Linked DNA regions of Mus musculus: regions 1, 2 and 3 are each linked to region 4. A link is a contact called in public promoter capture Hi-C data. All regions are on one chromosome and are shown on one strand. Each heading gives the region's core, a stretch centred on a gene start, on an enhancer-like site or on the middle of the called end of the contact. The rest is flanking DNA. Distances are from core to core; before and after follow the strand shown.

Region 1 (3,196 bases), core at 534-3,033, 2.2 Mb after region 4:
GAGGATCAAATTTTAGTACAACTAACAAAATTCACCGTGACATTTGTCTACAGAGGAGCAGAGTTCTTTATATTGACATATTTCAAACCAGAATGTTCTATGGTTTTATTTACTAAAACAAGTTTCTTAGAAATTCCTGAAACAGCCGGGCGTGGTGGCGCACGCCTTTAATCCCAGCACTCGGGAGGCAGAGGCAGAGGCAGGTGGATTTCTGAGTTCGAGGCCAGCCTGGTCTACAAAGTGAGTTCCAGGACAGCCAGGACTATACAGAGAAACCCTGTCTCGAAAAACAAAACAAGACAAACAAACAAAAAAATTCCTTAAACAATTTAACTCCAGATGTTACCAAATCATTCATATGGCTATTAAGACACTCAAGTGCAGTATTCTGACTTATGAAGTCTGTACCCCATGCCTTCTTGTCCTTTTCCTAGTTGTCTATTAATGCCCAAACTTAAAAAGATCCAGGTTATTAGTATCTTCCAACTCTGCTTCACGCTTATTTGTCCTGAAATATTTCTCTGTAGTACACAGCCAAGAATCTCTTCTCTAATGTTAGAGGCTGCTGGGAGGGCGGAGGAATACACCTTTAATCCCAACACTCCAAAGGCAGAGGCACGGTGAACCCTGAGTCCAGACTGGTTCACAGAATGTGTTCCACAATAACCAGGGATACATAGAGAGACCCTGTCTCAAAACAAAATCTCTGCTTCACTTGTGTAGAAGTCTGGGAAAAAAAACAAACAAACGAGGACTGCTACAGGTGGCAGCATTGTATAGCAGAAGGCTATACCTTCTGCTCCCCTTACTATTGCCAGGGACACCTACCTACCTATGGTCCAGCTGCCTACATTACAACACGAAAATCCTTTGTAAAACCCGACTACCTGGGAAGAGTTAGTCAGTTTTAGAGTAGCTATGAGCTCGGAGGGAACAAGCCAGTGCCGATGTATAAAATTTTATTGGGGTGTTGGAGACAGGAATCCCTGGTCCCAAAATTTAAACAGCAAAGATTACGGGGTTTGGGATAAACTCAAAAGCACAACTATCATCTATCGTGTATGGATCTTGGATTCGAGCCCCGGCACTGTTTAAGCCAGCATGGTGGCGCACACTCCTAACCCTAAGAAGCGGGAAACGGGGGTTCAAATTCAAAGCCTGCCTGAGCTCAGAAATAAAACAGAGAGTTAGGGCTACCACTCAGTGGCGGAGCACTTGCCTAACAGGCAGAGGTTCAATCAAGAGTACCCGGAGGTTTGGTGGGGAGGGGGGCAGGCCGTGTTAGATATACTGACAGATGCTTTCAAAAGAGTACAAAGTTAGCATCACAGGACAAGACAGCCACTTTCCTGGTGGAATTCAGTGAACTTCCTGGCACTGTCCCTAAATGTGTCACTGGAGCGCACTTAACCCCTCACCGGGCTTCACACCAGACCTGGTGCTAATGAACGAAGCCGAGAACTGAAGGACAACCCACTCCCGCTCCAAACAGGGGGCTCCCACGTGGGTGCCGCCGCACGCACCTGCGGGACGCGGACCTCCAGCACCGCCCGATTGCCTCCGGGAACTGGCTCCTCCCGGAACCGAAAGAGCTGGGTCCCGGCCATGAGGCCGGGCTCGCACGTAGGGGAGTCCAGGGACGCCGGGTCAGGAGGCGGTGCCCAAGGAGCGCGGGGCCGGACACTGTCCATGGCAAACACAGGAAGCCGGAGGCCGCAGCGGGCCCGGCCGGAAGGAGACCGCAGGGAAGCGACGCGCAGACGGAAGTGTTGCGTAGGCCAAAGCAGGGAGGGGCAGGGCGTCGGCGACGCGACCTTCCCAACATGGCGCCCAATTGGCGTGCATGAAGGCGGGTCTGGCAGGTCGCTGAGGCCAATGGCGGACCGCATGAGGCGGTGGGGCGGGGAGGAAGGCCGCTGTTCGCCCAACCCAAAGCTCCGGTGGCGGCTGAGGAGTGAATCTTCTGGAAGGCGACTTTAAAGGCGCCGGGCCGGAGCGAAGGGCGTCTCGGGGCCGCGCCAGCCAGGGAGGGAGGGCGCGTTTGGTGGCAGGAAACGCGAGCCGCGTCGGGGTCGGGGCGGAACCGGACGGCGAGCGGCTCACGATGAACCACAAGAGCAAGAAGCGCATCCGCGAGGCCAAGCGAAGTGCGCGGCCGGAGCTCAAGGACTCGCTCGACTGGACCCGGCACAACTACTACGAGAGCTACCCGCTGAACCCCGCGGCCGTGCCGGTGAGCGGGGCGCGGGACCCCACACGACGGCTGCCCGCCTTCCGAGGGCCGCTGGTCCCCCGATGGGGCCCCGCAGCCCGGCTGTCAAAACTCGCTCGGTCGTGGGAGCTTCGGGCCCCTCCCTCCCGTGAAGGGGTGGCTCCGGGTGCGACGTGCTCGCCCGCACGCACGTGGGCCTCCTTCCGTCCCTCCGGCCCCCTGGAGGAGCAGAGGCTCGCTCGTTCCTTGCTCGTGTGTGCCATTGCTCACGGGTGTCTTTGCTAATTGGCCCTGTGGGACACCTTTATCCGCCACTGGACTTGTTCCAGTGTCCTAACGGGACAGGTCTTTTGTTGTTCCCGCAGGATAACGTGGAGAGAGCTGATGCCTTACAGCTGTCGGTGAAAGAGTTCGTGGAGCGCTACGAGAGGCCTTACAAGCCCGTGGTTCTGCTCAATGCACAAGAGGGCTGGTCCGCACAGGAGAAATGGACTCTGGAGCGCCTCAAAAGGAAATACCGGAACCAGAAGTTCAAGTGCGGCGAGGATAATGACGGCTACTCGGTTAAGATGAAGATGAAGTACTACATCGAGTACATGGAGAGCACCCGCGATGACAGTCCCCTTTACATCTTCGATAGCAGCTATGGCGAACACCCCAAAAGAAGGAAACTTTTGGAAGACTACAAGGTGCCCAAGTTTTTCACAGATGATCTTTTCCAATACGCGGGGGAGAAACGCAGACCCCCTTACAGGTAAATTATTTCACGTTAAGTTTTCAAAAACCATGGACAGTGACAGGCAGTGGTATTTTTGTAAGGCCAGCCTGGGCTACAGAATGAGTTCCAGGACAGCAAGGGCTACACAAAGAAACCCTGTCTCTGGATAAACACACACAAATCCGCAAGCCTGTTAGCAGAACTCTGTCTAACCTTGTAAAAGCAATGAAAGTCTTCCCTACACATTGACCTGTTTATAGTCCTAC
Region 2 (2,984 bases), core at 213-2,712, 2.7 Mb before region 4:
CTGACCTTCATGGGCACCAGGGAGGCATGTGGCACACACGCATACATGCAGGCAAAACACTCACATACATAAAATAAATTAACCAAGATTTTGAAAAGCACTGCAGTCTAAAGCTTTGCTGAGAGCTCTTGCTATTTTTAAATTACATTTTATTTTGCGCATGTGTTGGGGGTGTGTGGGGTTGTGCACCATACCCTATATGTTCGGAGGTCAGAGGATAACTTGTGGGAGTAGGTTCTCTCCTTGATACCACATGGGTCCCAGGGCTCAAAGTCGGGTTCTAAGGCTTGGCAGCAACTGTCTTTATCCGTTGAGCCATCTCTTCCACCCATCTCCTGCTATTTTTAAGTGTGGAAACTCTTGAGGGCTGCTTGGTGCCAAGGCCAGTGGGTGACCTCAGTGTCACCCCTCACAAATGGAGGGTGTGGATGACCAAAATATGCCATCTTAAAATATATTTCTAGTTGTAGGATGACCATTTGGAGAAACTGCAGACACAAGCATTAAGTTAGAAAAGCACTAACGAAACAAAATGTACATGGGTTATCTACATTAAGTAATCAGGTGTTTTATCAATATCTGGGTTCCACGCAGCTCAGAGGTTGTCACCCGTCCTTTGGAAGTAATTTAGTGAAACCTTTTGGTTCTGTGGGATGCCTAACTTTGGGACTCCCACAGTTCATAGAACACTTCCTTCCCCAGTATCCCCCGGGACAATGAATCTCTGTGTAGCATAGGAACTCAACTATCTGGCGTTGACCAAGCGTCATGTGTCCTAATGCAGGCCACACGAGGGCCTTGGGTCCATGAGAACTATCTACCTTTGGCTCACTCCAGACAGACCCAGTCCAGACCCAGAACCTTCCTCCAGGAGGGGGTCCTTCCTCCTTGTCTGGAGCAGTCAGACCAAACAAGATTCTGATGAAATGTCGCCTGCTTTAAGCTTACTGGCATTTTCCTTTTTAAAGTTACATAGGCCCAACCTGCGGTGGGATTTTTAAGTAACCACCTACTTGCACAGGGTGGCGTCCCCCCACAAGTTCCCCCCGTTCTTAAGTTTTTTTATAACGTTAGTTTGGCTGCGGACTTCAGTTTGCGATTATTTCCGTCAGGTGGGGCAGGAGGACTTCCGCAGGCCAAGAAGCCACAGAGGCAAGTGAGAAGGACGAAGGCGCAAAGCCAGGGGCGCCCACGGACTCCGGAAGCCCAACCCTTTGCTCGGCCAGGCCCCGCCCACACACTCAGCTCTGGCCACCCCGGAACCCCTCGCCCGAGCTGCTCCCGCCGAGAACGGCGGCTCGCCCCTCCCGCTCCACCATCCAGAGAACACCGACGGGCCGCCTCCCTGAGCATTCTGCTCGAAGGACCGCCTTCCCTTACTGACTGACGTGTCTCTACACCAATAGAACGTGGCTGTTCCCCTAACAGCCCTCCCATACCCGTAAGTCCCTAGCGAGCCACGTGGCTCTGCACCAATCGGAAGCGGTCCAGTCTGTGCATCGCCTCCTGGAGCTTGCTGTGCATGCGTTGGCCTCCTAGGCAGGACTGCGATTGCAGGAAAAGGGCAGTGGAGCCGCGCGATGGAGGTCTCCGAGAACGCCACAACGCGCGGCTCGCTGGCCCTAGTGGTAGGTATGGCCGGGTGAGACGCGGTCCCGCCCTCTTGTGCCTTCTTCTGTTGCTGTTTCTCCCTCCACGGTAGTCATCTTGTCTCCGGCTCGCAGCCGCTGTACGCTGCCACGGGTTCGGGAACCTCAGCTTGGAGGGTTCCCACCATTCCGTTTCGAGGTAGACATGTGTCCGAGCTCATACCGTACACTAACCTGCACACCTACTAGCGCCCCTCCCGCCATATCCCTGCTCGCCAGCATGCCACACCTATCTTAATACCTAGCAGGTGGGTTAGATGTCTCAGGCCAGGGTGCATTAAGTGTGGTTCACAGGCATTGCGCCAAGTGATTGTATTTTTCATGCCAGTCTTATTGAAATTGGAAACCGGTAAATCAAGGCCTTTGTCAGAAATTTATATCTTTTTTTTTAAAGTTGTGAGGTCTGTAGCTCTGGCTGGCCTGCAGCACATACAGCTGAGGATAACCTTGAAACCCTCCAGCGTCCGAGCCACACTTACTGATAACAAATATGAGTCATAACACCCCTTTTCAGTTAAAATCTTGTAGGTCTTGAGAAAATTAAGAAAGTTCTTTCCTTTACAAAGTAAGTCCAGAGGACTGGGGTGTAACTCTGACATGCATGTGAAACACCCTGGGTTCAATCCCCAATAGCTCAAATAAATAACAAATAAAAAGCCTTTAAGCAACATGTTTTCAGAATAAACACAAACAGGATAGAATGCCACTTTGGGATCATCAGCTCCTCAAAGAGCGCTTCATTTGTAAAGGACGGTGTCTTCAACACTCCTTTATAAGATTCTTATAACCGTGTTCAGATTCAGTAATTTAAAGTACACTATACATAGATGGCCTCTACAGTGATTTATGTAGATATTGCCTATATTATATGTAGACCTTGTCTGTAGAGATTATATAGCCTTTGTGTTATATATAGCTTTGTAACATGTACATATATGTATGTATATGTTCACATCTACCTAGCCTATTGGTTTTCCTGCTCAGAAACATGTCCAGTTTTATTTTTTCACATTAATTCAGGGTGGGGGGGTGAGGCCAACTGTTAATTTCTTGGCTGTTCTTTACTACTTACTATATCATATAAAATTGAGGCAGTTCCTGGTTCCTTTGGTTATCAGGTTTCAGTGATTTTATTCCATACTACTTTAGGAACTTTGGCTTTGTGAGATTCCCTGAGAAAAAGTGAGGGTGCCAGAATTCAAGTGTTGAATAAAGATTAAGGGCCTCTCCACGCCCTCCTGGTCCAGCTTGGCTCTTTGATGAGCTGTGATGACCCCTATAAAGGGGTCACTGTTGGAGTCTGGTTCTCATAGCAGGGGATGTTTAACCAGAATG
Region 3 (3,018 bases), core at 139-2,638, 2.2 Mb before region 4:
CAGGGATCGAGAGTTGGCTCAATAGTAAAGAGTACTAGCTACTTTCCCAGAGGTCCTGAGGTTCAATTCCCAGCAACCACATGGTGGCTCACAACCATTTGCAATGGGATCTGATGCCCTCTTCTGGTGTGTCTGAAGACAGCTACAGTGTATTCCTATACATAAAATAAATAAGTAAATATTAGAGAGAGACTGCCTCATCCAGTTTTCTCAGTATATACTGTAACTATAAATTGACAAAACTTCAAGGGTCATGCTGTGTACTTTTATAAAGTCATTATAAAATTAGGAATCCCATAACAAGTAGATCTAAAGAGAACGGTAAAGTAATGGAAATCTCTGCTCCAGCATGCCGTCCTAGCACCCACAGATCATCGTAGGTATGTTGGAGGCAAACTACAAAATAGGAACATGTGATCCAGGTTTTACGTCACTAGTTATTGTGTGTTAGGTCTGAAAGAAACCGGGGACAAATGGCTAACTGAGGTGCCTATTGACCATCAAAGTAGATGATGGCCATGCTCTCAGCAAGTACCTGTTACAGAGTCCTGACTCCTCAGCTCTTGCCCACTACCCTAGACCTCTCTAACCCTGCCCAAGCCCCTGCCTTCCCTTCCCTTCCCTCCCCTCAACTCCCCTCCCCTTCCCTTCCCTTCCCTCCAACTTCTCTTTGCCTATAAAACCCAGACATCGTGACTACGTGCTGACATCTGACATCGTGACTACGTGCTGTCTGCCCTCTTGGTCTTTTGTCTCCATCTCGCCTCTCTTCATCTCTTACTCTGCCCCTCTCTCTTTCCTCTCATGGCTCTATTCTGCTGGACATGTTCAACCAGACGCTTCCATATGTGCTTTCCCTCACATTTACAATAAGAAACTCGTCAACAATACCTAGGAGTGGCCATGTCCCCACTTTCATTTATTGTGCATCTTTTGTTAGATTGACCTCGGGTAGTCAGATCATGTTTGCTATACCTTAGGCATCTGGTGAATATGACCTCTTATCATTTCCTGAAAATTACAGATCTAGCCAGGAGGCGGTGGCACACACCTTTAATCCCAGCATTCGGGAGGCAGAAGCATGAAGATCCCTCTGAGTTCCAGGCCAGCCAGAGCTACACAGAGAAACCTTGTCTGGAAAACCCAAAAAACCCCCCAAAAACAAACAAACAAAAAAACCCAATCCAGATCCACTCACTCCCCAGGCTTCTAAACCACGCCCATATCCTGCTTAACTAGGAAACCTCCTTGAGTGACATCTTTCTTGGTTGGCCAAGGGGCTAAATTCAGGTGCCCTACCTGTCCCTGTCCCCAGGAGTGTGAAGCACAAAGGCACAACCCCCGACTGCGTAATCACTCAGTCTCCACCCCTGGGAGGTTCCCACCCAGCTCTTATCCCGGAAGTCTGCGGAACAGAAGTCCGGAAGTTCGAGGGGCTGTTCTCTCCCACTCATTCTCCTACAAGTCCCTCGTTGTCCGCATAGGTGCGTGTCCTACAACTTTTCGGGTTCCGACCCGCCGAGCCCTGTGCGGGTCATCGCTTGCGGATCTGGACCAGGCGCAAGGCAAATTGAGGAAGCCGGGCGTGTGCACTCCGGAGGAGGAGCCAGCGTAACGGGCCGCTAGTGGAGCTTGTTGGTAACTGAAGCCAGAGGGAGGCAAGTTATGTGCCTAACTAGGATTCTTGAGGATGTAGGGTATGAAGCTTGATTGCCCCTGGGAATCCAAGGAGCCACTCAGAACTGGGGCCTTGGGTGTTAATCTCCAGACGTCCTGCCGCAGTGTCCCATTAATTCGGCGCATTTGGGCCATTGTTAGGTAGTCTGGCGTCAATAACAGGGATCTGACAGCTTATGAATGTAGAGACTCATACACGATGGTACTTTCACTTCCCGTTCTTGGTGGGAAGAGTTGTTTCTGGAAGATTCGGGTAAGGTGCCGGAAGCCTGAGTTGTGTGTGTGTGTGTCGGGGCGGGGGAGGGGGAGGGGGCTTACTAATGGAACAACTTAAAGATAAGAGTTCAGTCAAGAAAAGGGTTCACAAGACTGGGGGCTTGGAAGTGAGTTCAGACCAACACCAAATTTGTGAGCTGTGTAGCCCCGATGCCCATACATAATTGTGAGTTAAGTGGGCTCATAAGAGAAAGGTGTTCGGGGTCTGCTGTGGACCTTCCCCTGGCCTCCTGACTGGACTAATGAGGTGCTGCCTATGTGCACTGGTTGCAGGCTTCAGTTGTGTTTTTCCAAGCCTGGTCGGCTGTGCAGTAGAGCCCAGGTTCCAAGAATGTATATGCAGGTGGAGACACGCACCAGCACCCGCCTCCATCTGAAGAGGGCTCCAGGCATCCGGTCTTGGTCCCTGCTGGTCGGTAAGGCTTCCCACCCCCCACCCCACCCCCAATCTAAAAAGCGACGTAAACAGCTTCTTTGTGTTCTATTAGAGGTTCTCAATACAAGGCCTTGATAAAGCATGTTTCATTAACCCTCAGGGTGCCTTTTCTTTCAGATGGCATGCAGGACCGACCCCCTTGCATGCTAGGCACACTCTAACACTGAGATACCCTCCCTGCCTTGCAAGCTGGGCACACTTCTTTAACACTGAGATGCCCTCCCAGCCTATCTGCTTTTTATGAGGTCACTATAGTTTTCCTTCTGTGTGACAGGTGATCATGGGTTCCCATCTTTCCTCTTCCCTGGCTCAGACCTCTTCATAAGCGCACTTAGCCTCTTCCTCCATCGCTGCCTGTCAGAAGGCTCTTGTATCTCAGGGACAGGTGCACTTGTGTTGGCTGGGCTGTACAGTCTGAGGTGAGGCACTAGCTGTGGCTTCAGCAGCATCTCTGCAGTCTGTCCTTATGATATACACATGCTTTTCTGCATGTTATGCTCGGGTGTTGTTATAATTCTGTAAGTAGTCTTCATCCCTCATCCCATGTAAGCAATACCTACCTCAGGGTCATTTGTGCGTTTGTCATTTGTTTGCAGACAAGTCTGGTGAATGCCATGATGGGATATCTT
Region 4 (3,015 bases), core at 289-2,788:
ATTACAGAAGTGACCTCAGCACTTTCAAGGCTTGGGCAAAACATCAAACACATGACTTTGCACTCTGGGCCCTCCCTCTCCTGCACCATGGCACACGCACACCGTGGCAGGGGCAGAGGTGTGCTTTTTACAACAAGCTTCCAGCTTCAAGTGCTATTAGTGCCGACCAAAAGCTACTCCACAGAAAAGGCCAAGAGAAACCAGAGGCTGTCTGTGAGGCCTTAAAGTGCTCCACCACAGGCTTCCCCACACCACAGCCCCAGGCCACTGTGTCACCAGCCAATTCCACCCAACTCTCCCCTCCTCCAGAGTTCTCACTTCTTCTGGAAGGCTAGGAGCAGCCTCGGGTCCAAAATGTTCTCTTCTGGCTCCCAGCTGTTGTGTCTGGAAAAGCAAAGCAAAGGGGGGTGGGCGGGCTGGTGAGCAGCATCCAGGTGGGCTGCCGGGGACAGCTCCCACAGCCCCGCTGGGACAAGGGGCACTGCGGCAGAGGCTGTCCTCTGAGGTCTTAGAAGTCCTTAAAGTTAGTTAGCATCCCAGCCTCAAACCCACAGGCAAACTGCCACCTCAAACCCCAGCAGGCCAGGAGAGGACTCGACAGTCTACACTGGGAGGAAAACAAACCCCAACAAAGAGCAAAGCTGCCGAGGGAATCCCCTGGGCCTGGCCCGGAGCCAGGGAGGGGAGGGAAGGCAGGTAGGGGAGGGGGAGCCGGGGGGCACAGACGGAACAAAGTGGAGGATACCACCGAGAGCGCGGGCAGGGCACCGGGTTTGGGGAGTGGTATCTGGAGGGGATGGGGCTCAGGAAGGAGGGTGGCGGGGCAGCTACAAAGGAAGCCCTTTCCGGAGAAGGCCGGGTCCCCGTCCCTCATTGAGAAGAAAGCAAGCTCGGGCCGGGGGTAGGAGTAGGTGGGGGAGCCCTCCCACCAGTAGGAAGCTCAGGTTACAGCAGGATAACTTGGGCAAGGGGAGGGGGCCCGCGTCCCGCGCCAGCCGCGGCCAGCTCCTGGGCGGGGGCGCATGCAACAAATGGGCGCCAGAAGCGCGCGGCGCGGAGGCGGGCCGGGCTCCAGGGACTCGGGGCTGGAGGCCGCCCTGCTCGCTCCCCGTGGGCTCGTAAACAAAGGGCAGCGCCAGTCGGCCAGAGTCCTCTGGGTCCCGAGGCACAGGACTTCCCGCCCGGGCCTGCGATGCGAGGGTTCCCACCCAGGCCGGGAGGCGCGCGCGGGAAGGCGGCCGCGCACCGGAGACTCACTTGGAGGACCAGCCGCGCCACTTGACCAGGTACTCCAGCTTGCCCTGCGGAGAGATAAGAGCGGGCGGTTAGCCCCGCAGAGCGCCAGGCGCACGCGGGGAGCGGGCGGGGGCTCACGCACCTTGCGGAGCCGCTTGCTCAGGATGCACTCGGCGGCGAAGACCTGCTCGCCCACGCTGCTCAGCTCCTCCATGCCGCCGCCCGCCGCGGCCCGCGCCCCGCAGACCCCGGCTCACTGCTGCACACAAAGCGCCGCCCCCGCCGCGCCCCGCCCCGCGCACGCGCGCCGGAGTCGCCCGCGCTGCTCTACCCGCAGCCGCCGGGCCAATAGGCGCGCCGGGCGCGCGGGGCGGGGCGCGCATTGTTCGTGGTAGCCGCGGCGGGGACCAGTCCGTGGGGTTGGGCGCTCTCTGCACTGTGTCGGGAGGCTGCGTGCTCCGGGAATCCTGGGGTCCGGCCGCTCCGGATCGCAGGTCCCTGCGGAAAGCTATTGTTTGGCCAGAGGGCGGCGAAGCGGGGAGCACGCGGCGCTTCTTGCCCCCGCCAGTGAGGGGCGCTGCTCCCCACTAGTCCTCTACCAGTCAGGGGTACAAAAAGAGTGGAAAAGTACGGGGTTCGGGAGGGGACACCGAAAAAGGAGCCTCGAAACTCTACTTAAGGTTGTAGATGAAAAATTCAGGTCACTGGAAGAAGACTGAACTCCGAACTCTTAACTAAAGAGTTGTGAAAATGGGACCTAGTTCCCCGACTTTTAGTACGCGCGTGGGGACACAACCAACTTGATTTTTTTCTTAGTTTATTTCACGATTTTGGTGACGTCGACGTGGGCCAGAGGGATCGGTGTGCAGACTTGGGTGTAACTGGATTCTTGTCACTGCTTGCTAGCTCTGCTAGTAAAGTCCTTTGGATCAATTTCCAGGGGTGGCCCCGGTCCTCCCAGGTCGCCATGGCTTAGGCGCCCTACCCATTTATTTTCCCGCTCAGACATAAATTCCGTTGAACAGTCTCCTTTGTAAGTTTTGAAGCGAGTCAAGCACATGATGAAAGAAGCGTTCTCTCATTTAATAAAGCAGAATCCAATGAAAATTCGCTTTCTGGTTTTGCCTCTTTCTTGAACAGGCTGCGAATCCAAAGTCACACCTTTGTAGGACCTTGTCTTCACGTAACCGTGAACCTATTTATGAAGGAGTAATATCTTTTGGTTGTAAAGCTTTCTGCCCTAAGAAACGAATATCGGGAAACCACTGGGTTTTAGGGTATTCTTCAGTTTAGTTGGTTGGTTAAATCTGCTTTGGAAAGAGCTCGCAGCTGTTTGCAGAGGGGGCAGGGAAAGAGACATTTTTTTTCCTTCTTTTTTCCTTCTTGAGAGCGCAATGATTGCTCATTTAGGTGCTTGGTGCAGTAGTGGATGAAGCAAGGGGGAAGAGAGCCGCTGAAGTCTCCCAGACAGCTCTTTTTGTCCCTGTTCAGATCAGCTGGGCAGTAAATGGTTGCGCTGTACAAAGGTGTGCTTATTGTAATCCTATAAATAGCTGGATCCATTTCAACTGCTGCTTGCGCTTCGGGATTCTATGGGGTGTCACATTTACTGTTAGAATCTGCCCACTATTCCCTTTCTGGAACAGGGTATACCAACACAGTTGCTTACTTATTTTTTAAGAGCAAAGAACTTTAAAAATACAGTTCTTTCTTGTTTGGCGAGAAGTAGCCAAGAACCTAATATGAACACATTGGAAAAAAATAAGTCTCTTTACCTGA

What was found. Promoter capture Hi-C pulls out the DNA fragments that hold promoters and counts their contacts.
Region 1: a contact with region 4 is called in a promoter capture Hi-C map of pre-B cells, with 4 times the contacts expected there. The contact joins the promoter of Mettl23 here to the promoter of Cbx2 in region 4. A contact is called at or near these places in 3 of 39 promoter capture datasets (cranial neural crest, liver and pre-B cells) and 1 of 115 datasets of contacts at active chromatin or transcription factors (large pre-B cells).
Region 2: a promoter capture Hi-C map of pre-B cells shows a contact between it and region 4, with 5 times the contacts expected there. The contact joins the promoter of B3gntl1 here to the promoter of Cbx2 in region 4. A contact is called at or near these places in 2 of 39 promoter capture datasets (embryonic stem cells and pre-B cells).
Region 3: a promoter capture Hi-C map of pre-B cells shows a contact between it and region 4, with 4 times the contacts expected there. The contact joins the promoter of Cybc1 here to the promoter of Cbx2 in region 4.

Annotation. Positions count from the first base shown.
Region 1 is chr11:116,842,102-116,845,297 of GRCm38.p6, reverse strand. Mettl23 (methyltransferase like 23) reads right to left here and starts at 1,783. Exons shown (of 5, transcript NM_028865.3): 1 at 1,524-1,783. The coding sequence starts at 1,691. Jmjd6 (jumonji domain containing 6) reads left to right here and starts at 1,849. Exons shown (of 6, transcript NM_033398.3): 1 at 1,849-2,233; 2 at 2,578-2,966. The coding sequence starts at 2,105.
Region 2 is chr11:121,671,629-121,674,612 of GRCm38.p6, reverse strand. It overlaps B3gntl1 (UDP-GlcNAc:betaGal beta-1,3-N-acetylglucosaminyltransferase-like 1), which reads left to right and starts at 1,462. Exons shown (of 13, transcript NM_178664.5): 1 at 1,462-1,628. The coding sequence starts at 1,581.
Region 3 is chr11:121,227,679-121,230,696 of GRCm38.p6, reverse strand. It overlaps Cybc1 (cytochrome b 245 chaperone 1), which reads left to right and starts at 1,388. Exons shown (of 7, transcript NM_144832.2): 1 at 1,388-1,658; 2 at 2,227-2,369. The coding sequence starts at 2,285.
Region 4 is chr11:119,021,544-119,024,558 of GRCm38.p6, reverse strand. Cbx2 (chromobox 2) reads right to left here and starts at 1,538. Exons shown (of 5, transcript NM_007623.3): 1 at 1,379-1,538; 2 at 1,258-1,301; 3 at 319-384. The coding sequence starts at 1,450. It overlaps Gm35829 (a long non-coding RNA gene), which reads left to right and starts at 720. Exons shown (of 3, transcript XR_389218.4): 1 at 720-1,286.